Regions from separate parts of the Bombyx mori genome. Here region 2 is linked to region 1. The links are chromatin contacts, called in public Hi-C maps. All regions are on one chromosome and are shown on one strand. The core of a region is the stretch at or near the end of the contact, and the rest is flanking DNA. Distances in the headings are between cores, read along the strand shown.

Evidence for each region. Hi-C and Micro-C count contacts between places; a contact is called where the count stands out from the background.
Region 2: a Hi-C map of posterior silk gland shows a contact between it and region 1, with 2.6 times the contacts expected there. The contact joins the enhancer-like site here to the promoter of LOC101742228 in region 1. A contact is called at or near these places in 3 of 7 Hi-C or Micro-C datasets (middle silk gland, midgut and posterior silk gland).

What each region holds. Positions count from the first base shown.
Region 1 is chr23:18,726,461-18,730,629 of ASM3026992v2, forward strand. LOC101742228 (MAP kinase-activated protein kinase 2) reads right to left here and starts at 1,962. Exons shown (of 8, transcript XM_012694392.4): 1 at 1,611-1,962. The coding sequence starts at 1,703.
Region 2 is chr23:18,887,337-18,891,505 of ASM3026992v2, forward strand. All of the region lies in intron 3 of LOC101742362 (synaptotagmin-7), which reads right to left. Among protein-coding and RNA genes, the nearest start is that of LOC134201041, 12 kb to the right of the region's middle. Within about 2 kb of position 2,290, at least 6 of the 8 cell types and tissues checked have open chromatin away from gene starts, as enhancers often do.

The DNA.
Region 1 (4,169 bases), core at 712-3,211:
TTGAAATAGAAAAATAAAACTCTTTACAGTAAATTCTTCTGAATCTGCACATCTAATAATTCTATTTGCAGTCTTATAATGTGTTGGTATTTTCTGTTCAATATACTTACTACCTATCTGTTATTTTTTAATGAGACAAATATGTTATGTATAATTGTATTATTATTAATTATCAAAAAATAAGTATTAATTATTCAAACTAAAAATGTATGAGTATAGCAAACTATAAATTGTATATTATTAAATATTATAATGGTATTGTATGTTATGTGTATGTTTGTATATGTCTATAAATTACTTTTATTGAAGCAATACATCCACCACAGCTCTCTCTACACCACTTTTGGTTGGCTGATAGAGAATGCCTTAGGCATTAAGTCTGCCAGTGTACTCTTGTGCATAAATTTATAAAGAGATCTGGTCTTTTAGGTTTTTAAAACATGTAGACTGGTGATATTGAGGTTCTCCTGATATTGGAGTGGTTACTGAAGGGTATATAGCTACACCACAGTGTTAAGGACTGCATGCATTCTAAGACATGAGATCAATTTCTTAATTATATTATGTCATTGCGTTAAAGATATAGCTAAACTATATAAATATAAAAGACATATATAAAAATAGACAGCATTGTGGTTTATAATAATAAAACTTATCTAAATTGTGGTGGCAGTAGCTAAGTTTAAAATATCTTCTCTTAATAATTGGTTATAGATCTTGGAGCTCAATTTTTAATTATGTCATTCCTTCACTGTGTAGTCTTGCTTTACAATTTATGTTATATACGAGACAAGACATCTTATATATTAAAATAAATATTGTATATAATAATAATATTGTAACATATAATTTACTATTACAAATATATTGTATTTCTAACCTGATTTGAATGTGGGCATAATCTCATCCATCAATATAACTTAATGCATTTTGTTCCTGTAGGCTGTAGTGGCTTTTGTTCTATTAATAAAATAAATATAGCTAGATTGATAAATTTGGCATTTATTATGTCATAGAGAGCAATGTTACATATCAAAGCATCAAGTTTCTATATTTTTGTTCAAAATCACAGACACATGTTGGTGTATGAAGTATTTAGAGAAATTTAAATAAATTTGTCAATTAAATAATATATGTGCATTGAATGAATTATCTTACAGGTCATAGTTGCTCATACATATTGATAATGTAAGAACAATTACCAAGAACCTCCAGTGATAATTCTCAAACTGTTTTTTTTAGCATGACTCATGATTATTTGTCTATATACAATGTGGAAAAGTTATTTCACAATTTTATGAATTAAACTGTGGTGTTGTTAGATGTGATGTGCAATACAGTGTTCCTACGAGGTAAAATTGCGCCATTTTGCATTATTTCAAATTGTTTTCTTCGGATTTTGAAATCTTTGAGATAAAGCTCAAATTTAGTAGGTAAGCACGGAGCCTAATTGCATTCGCGCCAATAGACGGTGATAATAGTATGATAAGTCACATTAAAGGTGTGCGGGTAAGGTAAGCTAATTTTATACGTTTACGTCATAATTGTAAACATTGTTCTCGTCAGTCAAATCAACCGTTTCTCCTGATAAATTTATAAATAAAACGAACCTTTCCATTGATCCCAAGGCCGAGGACTGTATTTGAGATGTCGTAATCATCTGTAATCGGCGTAGTTTTGACAATTTTCGCGAAATTACTCATTTTGTAACACTTTCGAGATTAAGCATTCGTGTTTTACCACTTTTTTCACACAATAGCACAGGGTTTAGAACGACACTGTCTATATTACACACCAAAACGAAATTAACTGCCGTTATTTATATTCGATCACAACGTTTTCACCTAATTTCGTGATTTTGTTATCTAAATTTGTACGAATGACAAATTCTACACACGAACCCCGCTACTCGCTGCAGCGTTGATTGAGCAAAACTGCTGTGTTGTCAGACGAAAGATATAAAAATATCAGAATGAAAATGACAAAGTTTTAGAAATAAATGAGCGCCCTATTAATATATTTAACACAAAACGTACATAATATTTTTAAATTTCTAATTGTTAAATATTGTCATTGGCTCATATATAACTTGTAGGGAATGTAAACTAAAAAAATTCTAATACTTAATTCAATTTTAAAGATATGGCTACACAAGATCGTGGATAAGGATTTTTTTGATTATTCGATAATACATTTGACAATTACAATTTTGGACAACAGGATTAATTTTAATTTTGCAACTATTAGAAAAGTTAACAATACCAAAACATAAATTAATTCTTTTATTTAAATTATGTTATAAGAAAAGATGAATTGTCGTTCGACTTCTAAAGCGACATCTGTTGCCGACAAGCATGTACTTTATGAAATTTAATCTGTCACGAAATGCCATTATTTTGGATTGCATGACTATTAAAATTGGTTTCTCTTCGCTCAGCTTAATAATTTATGATTATGGCAGATAGATGTCACTACATGTACACAAGTCACAAACGCTAGTACATTCGAGATCATACAAAATAAACATGAATAATTACGCTAATTTGAAACTTATTTATTAACTTATGTAACAGGCACGTGCAATATCTGGTTGTACTGGCAGAATGAGCAGATAGAAATAAAAAAAGACAGATTTCATATTTTACTTGCGTTGTACCTTCACGCTAAGTGACTTCCATGATGGGCACAAAGGCCTTGACCCGGATGTTTATTGTGTCAACGAAACACATCTGATTTCACAATATTACATTTTAATACTTTGTTTTATGTTCGTTTTTATTTGTGAACTGTTTTGGTGTGGTTTTGAATTTTGCATTTTTTTTATTGCTCATGTTGGCAGACGAGCAAACGAATCTAGTACAAACGTTCTTCAATTCACTAATACTAATTTAAATAAATTATATAGTCGGCAAACGTTCCAACTGCATACAGTTTTAGTTAACTTTTATGTTATCGAGAAGGTTAAAAAGCTCGCACTAAGCACACGGTAATGTAAGCGATGTCAAATTCGAACATCATTTACGCTGGATAAAATATCAAGACAAATACCTAAATCCGTCTATTAATGGAAAGTTCTTAGTAACGAGTAGGTAGCGTCGCACTGTATGTTTTCATTATTAGATTTGATCTTTGGTGACCCGAAGGCCTTCCAACTTCGCCGAGACGGGTGCGGGCACATGGGCTCAGCCAAGACGTGTGGGATATGACAACAGCTGCCTGAGTGCCTGCGAAGGATATCCGATAGCTCCAGGATAGCTGTTTCGCGAATGCTTCCACTACCGGATCGGGATCAGACTTGCCGAGAAGCTCCGAAACCTGTGTGACGTCTCAGCGTTAGAGTCAGAGACGTCGTCATATGCCTATCTCTGCTGGTAAATGGCTGGGGCAGTCATCGAAAATTTTCCGTTCATTTAAGAATACCAAACTTAAGTTACGATCAGTCATAAAACATTATTACATAATGCAATTAATTAACAAAAGCGAAAATTGATTTCAACAGAATAAAATTAGGATATCATCTATGCAGTCCAAGTCAATTAAATATGCATTACTAAAGATAACTTAAGCACTATTAATAGTCAGATGTTACACGAGATGCGAACTTTAAACAAAGAAAATGATCATCAAAATTGATTCATCTAGAAAACAAGTTCTGAAACAAATTCGAACTGAGAACTACCTTCTCTCTTTTAATCAGTTAAAATTTGTACTTTCATTCACTGCCCTGGGTTGATTCTGCGACGAGAGAGAGCGCGCTTCGTAATGTAATCCTTTAAGGTTAATCGTGGTGGCGTTTTGAACTTTCGAAAAGAAATCGGTATCGTCCTATGTTTGGCGAATGCTATGGAGTTACTTAATACGCCCACTGTGTAACACAGTGTAAATGAGACGCAGTATTATCGATCTATTTTAAATTGAACACTTAAATAGCAGCGTTGAAATGCTTGTTGAGCTTAATTACTATATTGTTTTTATGCTGGATAATTATGTAGAATAGCGGTTAATTTAATTGGGTCTTGGACTTGGTTACACTTTGGGGGCGATGCAAGTTTGAGTTGAAGCAATTTTTACTTTTTTGTTGCTTAGGTGGGTGGACGAGCTCACGGCCCATTTGGTGCTAAGTGGTTACCGAAGCTCATAGATATGTACAACGTAAATGCGGCCACACC
Region 2 (4,169 bases), core at 1,040-3,539, 160 kb after region 1:
GATCTTCTCAGTAGGTCGTGATTCCGATCTGGCGGTAGATTCTGCGAAGCACAGCTCTTGCTAGGGCCAGTGTTAATAAGCTCTCTCAGGTTGAGCCCGTGAACCCGCCTGGAATAGCTGGCTAGAATAGCCCCTTAGGCTACCAACGAATAGGTACAAAAAAATCAGTAAGATAGTGATAGGTTATGGTATAATTATAATAAGAAGATTCACAGAATACTTGATCCTGCCTTCCTCGGGCTATGCGGTTGAAGGTTCAATTAGTTTGAGAACTAATTCGGATCTCTGTCATTGTTTTGCTTCACCCTTGAATTGAATGTCTATAAATGAATCGTATCCTTTAAGAATTATTGATAATTTAATACAAATACAAGCAGCGTTTAAGAAAAACAGCTAAAAACAAAAGGATGTTTCTTAGCGCTTTTGTGCTTGAATGTACCGTTGCCATGACAACGTGATCGATTGATGAAAACTGTTGTCGACTCGCTCCCTCGTACGCGGGCGCGTGTATAATTGTCTCTTTCATCGGTGTTGCCTACATAGCCTGATAGTACGGTAAGTACACATTGCATTTGCGACTCCGAAGTTGAACGTTTTGCGTGGAGGCAATTTACGAAATTGGCTGGTTCAATTTAAGTTTTTATATTCTAGTATTCTTTATTAATGGGCACGCGAATACGATTCAGGAGGAATTGCCAGAGATGATCTTGTCATTTCGCACCACCTACTACGGGAGCTCTTTTTTATGTAGGTGAGCGAGCAAGGGCTCAACCAGGAGAGGTTACTAGCACTAGCCCTAGCAAGAGCAGTAGTTCGCAGAATCTACCACCGGATCGGAAACGCGACCCACGGAGAATATCCGGCGAGAAACTCAGTGAGCTGTGTCTGTGGGTTGACCACGTTTTTGCCACGCACCATTATGCTTTAGCAAGAATTTCCTTCCACAGTTACTACCTTATCGTTATGACATGTCCTTTTTCGAGGTTTGCGGAGACTACATAGCGGTAAGCAGCAGCTGACTTTGGCATTGCTAAGCTTTATGAGTGACGGTGAGCACTCTAAATTGGATGGGCCAATAGCTCGTCCGCCTATAAAGGCAATTTTAAAACCCTGAAATTTGTATTCATCTAGAGTAAAACCTTTTTTAAGCATGTTTTTTGTTATTGCTTCGCCAATTTCGTTCTGCAATATTTACGTGAAGACTACTAAATACTGTTACGCCGGTAAGAGTAACGTCATATATCGTCGAATAGCAAAAGGAATATCAAAAGAATTAGTAAAATTGAGAAAGCTCGAGAAGTTCAACGCCATCTATTATAAAACAATGGAAACACATACTGAAACTACTCGACCTGTCAAGAATGTTCTCGGAAATTTTAGGCATGTCGTATCGATGACAAAAAGGCAGTTGGTAATGTTCTATAAGTTCTACATGTCTTCTTAATGTTTAATAGAGACTTAGTTTGTATTAGTGGTTTTGCAGTTGTATAGTTGTGTTGTTAGATAAATTAGTGTTTCATTTTTTTTTATCTATAACAGCAATCATTCTGAGGTTTTTTTTTGTCACTATACACTTTTACTGATTTCAGAATTGCTTCATCTTCTTGCTTTTACACCGTATCATGTGGGATCGGAGTAACGTATCATGATTATTCATGATACATGGGGTTTTTACATGAGCTTTACGACCGGCCTGCCCGACATCGACTCTCCCTTGGGTTATAATCCCCATATATCCATTACAGCGTGGCAAAGAGAAGAACTTACTCTGTTTCATCTTTCGATGGTTTGTTTCGTTTCCTCCATTTTTGGTTCTACAATTGGCATTTTATTATTAAAGACATTTAAATAACTGTTTTTATCTGGAGAAACTCTGATACAATAATATTTATACTGCAATGGACTACGTCCTGCTAACAATATTCAGACTGAAAATTGAACGCACATAATTATAAACAATAGTTATATAAATACTTACTATACAATATACGTGTAATTTTGAAGCATTTTTTCCATAATTTTAATATGATAAATGTGAAAATGTGTTGTTTGTTGGTTTGCCCTTCTTTCACGTCGAAACAAAGCGATTGAGGTTTTTTTAAAGTGATAGTATTAGGTTAGGAAAGTTAATAGGAACTTGCTACCAATCGATCCGAAAATACATAATTATTACATTGACTATTTTAATCGATTAATAAATGACAAGAGTGCTTACTCATTATAGCAAAATCTTTTTGTTAATTCTGAAACAATGAACATTGTCGCAAAAGTAAGTATTACTGCCATCTATGAAACATAGCAGCGAACTAAAGATATAATAAGCGACATCTCGTGTTAAATTAAATTACTAGTTTTTTTAATTACACAGACTCGTTTTAGAAAATAAAACAAATTTTTTTAGACAAATATAAGTGAAATCAATTTTATACGTGTCCAGTTTATTTAAAATTAATTTCCTGTTTGTAAATATAACAAATTTACGATGATTTTCGTAAATAGCGCCACCTATTGTATTTATTTCGCACTAGCTTGTCGTGATGTATTTTTTAGTTTTGTTATTATTTCATAGGTGGCAGTGTCAAAAGCTACCAGCTTATTTCACTAGAGGCCGCTCTTTATTACGTGTGACAACAATTTTTTTCTGAATCTCATAGCTTTTTGCGTCGTTAAAAACAAATTATTTAAGTAATTCGAAGGGTGAAAGCGACATTCACTCAATACGCGACATTAATCTTCGTAATTAAAGGTGCTTTTTATTTGGTATTAGCATCAATATCATCATATTTTTAATTGATCTTCAATAATTAAGTTTACTCCATTCAAATAGCTGAAGAAATTGTTATTGAATTGTATAAAATGAAAAATGAATTTCATGAATACCAGCCCACTGAGTTTCTTGCCGGATCTTCTCAGTGGGTCGCGTTTCCGATCCGGTGTTAGATTCTGCAAAGCACTGCTCTTGCTAGGGCCAGTGTTAGCAACACTCCCGGTTTGAGCCCCGTGAGCTCACCTTCACGTCAAGGAGAAGCTGAAATAGCCTCTCAAAGCTATCAGCACAGGTCTGACAGTTCACGATTAATAAATAATAAAGTCTAAGCTACAATTGTTACTGTTAAAAACGATAAAAAGAAATAGCTCACAGTCATGAATCGAACCATATTAGTGGTAATTGTTCAGTTTAAAACCTCCATAAAACCTTTATTTGTTCGATTCTACGACTTTCAAGAGGTTTTATGGATTATTTATTATTGAAGTGAAAACTTCTTTAGAATCGTTGTGATTTCAAACCGGATGCAACGGAAAAAACGACAGGTAAGAGACACAAATACAAAAATATGTAGGATGAAGCCGGCAAAGAATGAGACAGAAATATACATACTATTTAATACAGCGCCATCTGTGAGATTTTTTAATACTAACGTGTGTATGAAAGCTCTTGTAGTGAATTTTAATTTAACGTGAAATTAAAATATCAATTCACAGAGGGCGCTACCTTACAATTATTTACTAATGACAAAATTTTACATATACTTAAGACGTTTAGGATAATTGTATTTTAATTTTGGAAGGTTTCACTTCTACCACGTGTGAATTGCACACATGTTTTTTTTTTTTATTCTCTTGACTATTCGTCTCCATAAATCACTCGTATGAGTTCTACCACAGTTTAAAGGGGTAAATACTTAGACCTCATTCTACCTCAGACTCAGAGAGTACGTGGAATATCGAGTGTTCTTTTAGATCACTTTTGCTGAAGAGCCCTCTGCCGAAGTGTGTAAAGAGTATGTTTTCGACTTCTACAAGGCGTATCAACTTTGTTTGTATTATATTCACTAAGAAAATCTTTAATATTATCGCTTAGATTCGATCCTGTGTTGTACCTTAGAACTTTTAACTCAAGGTGGATGGCCCATTTACTTTGTAGATGTCTATGGGCTCCAGTAACCATTTAACACCAGGTGGACTGTGAGTTCGTCCACTAATAAGCAATAAGCCGATGGTCTTGAGAGACCATTTCAGCGTAACCTTAACGAGTAGATGAGCTCACGAGGCTCAAACCTGACGACGTTGCTAACACTAATTCTAGCAAGAGCAGTGCTTCGCCGAATCTACCACCGGATCGCAAACGCGACCCACTGAGAAGATCCGGCGAGAAACTCAGTGGGCTG